Regions from separate parts of the Sus scrofa genome. Here region 1 is linked to region 2. The links are chromatin contacts, called in public Hi-C maps. All regions are on one chromosome and are shown on one strand. The core of a region is the stretch at or near the end of the contact, and the rest is flanking DNA. Distances in the headings are between cores, read along the strand shown. Region 1 holds the start of CRIM1 (cysteine-rich motor neuron 1 protein). Region 2 overlaps CRIM1 (cysteine-rich motor neuron 1 protein).

Region 1 (2,709 bases), core at 145-2,644, 100 kb after region 2:
TAAAAAGAACTCAGTGTTTCTCTTAAGACCCCTAAATCGGACCAGGCCCCCCGAGGCTGGTGGCCAGGGCTTAAGGTTTACACCCCCAACAGTGCTTCTCCCACGGAGGAAGGCTCCACGAATCTAATCACTCTCCCTCCATCAGACACCGCGGTGCACAATACTTAGTGGAAAAACCAGCAGAACAATCCTCGCCATTAAACACACAAATAGAAGTAACTGGCAACACGATTAGAAACACGTGGATATCTGATCTTAAAAAGCAGCCTCTAATAGAAACAACTTTTCACCCCTAGGTCCAAGCCCCCCGCTCTCCGCCCCTTCATTCAGGAGAGAAAGCCTCTGACCATTTTCAATAGGCAAATAAATGAGTAACCACCGTATGTAACTTCCCTTGGGCTGACATATTCCGGAGCTGAAATTGATTTATATGCGCAGGAGGAGGAAGGGGGTGACGGAAAAGAGCAAGGAAAAAATAATAAAAGAGTCACACAGGGAGTGTGAGCTGGAGACACGTCTCCGCCAGCAGAAAATGGACTTTTGCGGACACGGTGAAGCACTTGGTTCCACACTGCGCTAGTGCGGGGAGGGCGGCAGGGGCTGGACTCCCCGAGGGGCTCGCGACAGCCTCTGCAGTGCCCCCTGCCCGTGGCGCCCCCACGTCGGGGAGCACAGCCGGGACACCCCACCCAGCCGCAGCCCGATAGGCCACACGTGTGAGCTTCTGTACGCGGCCGGGGGCGACTCCCCTCTCTCTAGCCTCCACCCACGAAATCCAACCTCAACCGCGGCCTGCCAGGCATCAGGGGGAACAGCGAGCGGGAACCCAGGGACGCGGGGCTCTCTGCCGGGGGCGGGGGCATCCCTCCTCCCGCGGAGCCCTCTCTCCTCGGGAAAGTCTCAGCCAAACTTTGTTCCGCGCAGCCAGCGCAGAGGGGGCGGCGCGGGCCAGGTGGGAGGGGGCACGCGGCGGGCGGCCGTACCTTCGCAGACGCCCACTTCGTACTCGGTGATGGAGTCGCCATTGAGCGGGGGGCGGATGACACAGCGCAGCCCCCGGTCGCAGGCTCCGTGGAGCCCGTAGGCGCCGCCGCAGCTCTCGTTCCTCTGGCGGGCGCACATGTAGCAGCAGCCGCAGACGCCCTGCACGATGCTCCCGGGGCAGCTCCTGGGCTCTTCGCACTTGGACTCGTCGCAGGGCAGGCAGACCAGCGCCCGGGTGCCAGAGCGCGCCAGCAGCAGCAAGAGCCCCAGCAGCGAGCCGGCCAGCCCCCTGCCCCCCGCCACCAAGTACATCCTCCTGCGCCGCCGCCTCCTCCTCGCAGTCGGGCCGGGAGCGGGGCGGGCGCCCTCCCCTGTGCGGGGCACACGCGCCGCCGCCGCCGCACCCGCAGCCCGCGGTCCTCGCCGCCCCCCTCGGGGCCCCCGGGGCGCGCCTCCCCTGGCGGGGCGAGGCCCCCGCCCCCTCTGCGGGCCGCGCCGACCCCGAGCCCACTAGCGTTGGCGCCAGCGGGGGCCTCCCCTCTTCCTCCTCCTCCCGGGAGGGAGGGGGAAAAAAGAAAAAAAGTTTCCTCCCGGCAGCTCCGGTTCAACCCAAACTTCTGGCGGCGGCGGCAGCGGCTGCGCCCGGCTCCAGCTCCGGCTGGCGGCGCCTCCTCCCTCTCCTCCTCCGCGTCGGCCGGCCCCGCGGCAGTGGCGGTTGCGGTGGCGGCGCAGCCTCCGGGCCGGTCCCCGCCTCCCGAGCAGCCGAGTGGGCGCGGTGGCGCAGCAGAAGGTCCGCGGCGTCCGCTCCGCGCGCCTGGTTCGCCTCACTCCTGCGCCGCTCCTCCGGGCGCTTGTTTATGGCTCGAGCCTCTGCCGCTCCGGCTGCGCCCTCCCCCATCCTACCTCATCCCCCAGCCCGCGCCGCGCGCCGCTCATTGGCTGCCCCCCACCCCTCCCGGCCCGGCCGGCTCCCTCCCCCTCCTCCGCCCTCCCTACCCGGCGGCCGGGCCCTTCCTCCCTCGCACGCCTCCCCCCACCCCCCCCACGCTCCTCCTGTGCCTCCGGAGCCCGGCGCACCGAGCCGGCCCTGCAGCGGGGTCTTCGCGCGCCTCGCCCGTTCTGGCGTCGCCCGCTCGCTGCGGCTCGGGGAGCGAGGCGCATCCGGCGAGCTACCAGAGTCGCGGCGTCCCGAGCGCCCGCCGGCCCCAGGTCCACCGTGGCTGGCCTGGGAGTCCTGAGGGCGAGACGGCTGCACCTCCGGTGCCGGCTTTGAGTTCCGAGAATGGCTGGGGACCCCGGAGCTCGGGGCGGGGTGGGGGAGAATTGCTGCAGCCCTTGGCTGGAGTACCCGCCGGATCGAACCCCGGGAAAGGGAAGCAAATGCATGGAACCTCCGCAAAACTGGACGAGAATCCATCTTCCACTGGAGCTGGGAATAGACTTTGTAAAAGATCTTATGTAATGGAGTCTCGGGAAGCTCGAGACGCCTCCAGCGAAGCTGCTGGTGAATTAATTAAGTGCTTTAAATCGTCTAGGTAAATATTCCGGGGCGGGGGGACGACTGTTGGGGGCCTCCGTAGCTTGAGTTGCATTTTAACTGCCTACATCTTGTCTGTTTCGTCGCTCTGCCGTCTGTGCCGAGGTACTACATTATCGGAGGGGGCGAGTGGAAAGTGGAGGTGAATTTTTCTCCCTTGAGTAAGGCTGAACACTGGATTACGACAA
Region 2 (2,791 bases), core at 83-2,582:
CCAGCTCAAGGCGAGCCTTGTCTCTCTCCTTTTCTTTTGTAGGTGAATGTAGAAGAAATAATATACCCAACACTAGCATCTCCATATCACCAGGCAGATCTTCATAACTAAGTTGAAGAATCAATGGTTTGTTTCACCAGAACGACCGGAGAAACTATAAAGGATGCTAAATTATAGGGTGTCAGAAGATACACTCGGGGAGAGGAGCCCTCTTTGCCACACCCGCCACGATGCACCAAAGCAGCAAAATATCAGGCTCCTCACCTTCCCCGGGCAGATCTTTATCCCCAGCCCTAACTTGGAGGGAAAACAATGCAGTGAGGCCCCTGCAAACATGTCTCCCTGGATTTATTCCACATCCAACCTGAGCACTGAGCCCTTCAAAAGGGGAGAATCACTGTCGGTAAATCAAAAACTACTAGACTGAGGTGGGAGGGAGTGCTCCCTCTAGACGGGAAGCCGGAATAAATGTGGAACTAATTAAAAGGGCAAAGCATGTGTACTACTAGGGTTCCACAGTGTAATAATGAAATAACTGTCAGCAGTGGAAGTTATAATGACACATAAAACATATTCTATTCTATAAAAAGTAGTTTCAATTTTAATTAAATCTGATGTACTATCTTTCTACTGATTAAATTTCTGATCTCTTTCTAGGAATGTATACATTCGAGGAAAAATAAAAAAGACTGCAAATAAAACATCCAAAAAGAAATGGCTTCCCACCTGAGGGTCCAACTATCCTGATGGAAAACTGCTCTCCTGCCTATGGAAGCTTCTCAGGATGACCATGTTTTTCCCACCTTGCCCTAAGATTTTCTACTCACCAAGATACAAACCTTCCATCCTTCACCTTTCTCAAGCTCGCTATTCAATAACCTCTTGCATTTCCACCACCCAGTGGTCAAACACACCTTAGCTGCAGCAGCAAGCACCCGGCCAAGCTCTGAGGATCACAGGCACCCTTCCAGAAGCCTCTCAACACCTCTTTTCACCCAGAAAGCCAGAAACTTGCACTTTTCCACTTTCTTTTCAGAGGCAACAGTAAAATCACTTTGTTTTTGGTGGCGGTCATGCTTTGCCTTTTGAGGGGAGCCGCTAAAGGATACGCTTCAGTACAGGGACAGAATCAACAGAGGGTGGGGAGGGAGAAGGTTCCTCTGCCCTTTCGACTACTCGGTATCAGTAAAACTCATAAAGGCCACTGTAAGCCCTTAATGACGCAGTCCTTACTGCTCCGCTCCGCCCAGCTTTCTCAAGGGCCGGATGATTACGGCTGGAGCCTCAAGGCTGGCCTGTGGCTCAGGAAACGTATCTTTAGGTGCACAGTTTGAGAGAAAGGTGGTGTAAATCACAGGACCAGAGGAGCTCTGGGCTCCCACAAGATCTACAGATGACCTTCCAAAGGATGCCCTACAGTGAGCAGGTGAGGTCAGGAGGCCAGGGCACTTGATGCAGGGTATCTCCCCCACTCGGCTGCTTAGAGCAGTGAGCTGGTGATGTCCCCAAGACTCCCTCCTGGAAGCAGGGAAACCAGGGCACAGAACATAGGTGAAAGGTACCCCAGGGCCCTGCCCTGTCAATGGAGAACTGGATCCGACAGGCTCTCATTGAGCCCTAACCTGATACCAACCCCATCCCAGGACAGGAAGCTCTGTGCCTTCACTTCCCCAGGTCTGGGGGGAAGACACTGGCACCTGTTCCATGGTGGGCAGGATGGTGTAGAGAACAGGAGCGAGTGTCCCATGGAGACTGGGCAGGAAAGGCAGGACAGCAGTGGGGGCGGCGGGGTGGGGGGCAGCAGCACTGGGCACAGGAAGGAGGAGGAGAGGGTCTGGTGGGGAGAGTATGTTTTAACAGAGCAATACCAGCAACACATTTCAGGATGCTTTGGAACCATGGCGTTGGCCTGTGGTCCCCAGGCAGTGATCCCATAACCCTCTGCTGAGTGTGTGTGTGCAGCAGGTACTCAGCTGGGTGGGGCTGGGTAACAGGGGTCCAGGCCCTCCGTGTAGGAAGTACAGTTTAGGGAGGTGTCGGGTTTATACCATCACAAGCCAGCACACAATGGGACATAGGCTATTTTGTCTCTTCCCGGGAGTACGTGAAAAACAAACACCAACGACATCAGGACTGAACCTATTTTAAAATCTGGACAAATCCTCCTAATGCTCATGCAGGCCGCCTGTGGCCCGAGTGGGCGCTGAAACAGCTGACTGTGAGCATGCATCTATTGGATCCCTGTGAGCTCCCAGGCCTCTCATCCTGGTCATCAGGGCAAAGTGCAGGGCCCTCTGGTCTCCTGTCCTGAAAGGAATGCACATCCCACAGAGAACCACTCTGCTTCCCAGGGACCCATCCTGCCACGCCCACCCTTTCCTCGCTCAGCGCCCAGCGTCTGCCTGCTCATCATCCCAGGGGTTGCTGCTCAGATCTGTTCTAACCCTTACCTGGCTCTCCAGAAAATGCGATTTCCTTACACTGAAACCATGAATCTCTCACAGACGCTTCACCTGGGCTGGAAGGAAGGCTGATGTTCTCCAAGCTGACCACAGGCTAGCCCCGTGCCACTGCTTTCCTCTCTCACGCAAGCCCTCCCTCTCTGTCGCGTTGTCTCCTGCCCATTTCCTACAGGGATGGAGCTTCAGAGAACATACTCTGACACCCAGCAGTCTTAGGTTCGAGTTAGGCGCTTTATGACCTTGGGTGTCACCTGGTCTCTCTAAACCTCATTTGTACCACGTGTAGGATGGGATGATTTAAGTATCCACATCTCATAGGACTGCTATGT

Evidence for each region. A called contact is a pair of places that touch in the nucleus more often than the background predicts.
Region 1: a Hi-C map of omental adipose tissue shows a contact between it and region 2, with 1.9 times the contacts expected there. The contact joins the promoter of CRIM1 here to the enhancer-like site in region 2. A contact is called at or near these places in 2 of 5 promoter capture datasets (fetal skeletal muscle and liver), 14 of 47 Hi-C or Micro-C datasets (alveolar macrophages, embryonic fibroblasts, fetal heart ventricle and 8 more) and 1 of 2 datasets of contacts at active chromatin or transcription factors (skeletal muscle).

The regions. Positions count from the first base shown.
Region 1 is chr3:103,814,062-103,816,770 of Sscrofa11.1, forward strand. CRIM1 (cysteine-rich motor neuron 1 protein) reads right to left here and starts at 1,395. Exons shown (of 16, transcript XM_021087639.1): 1 at 984-1,395. The coding sequence starts at 1,296.
Region 2 is chr3:103,710,174-103,712,964 of Sscrofa11.1, forward strand. The region is part of intron 4 of CRIM1 (cysteine-rich motor neuron 1 protein); the gene reads right to left. Among named protein-coding and RNA genes, the nearest start is that of CRIM1, 100 kb to the right of the region's middle. Within about 2 kb of position 1,333, at least 6 of the 83 cell types and tissues checked have an H3K27ac peak or open chromatin away from gene starts, as enhancers often do. A contact at or near this core is called in omental adipose tissue, where this site is marked.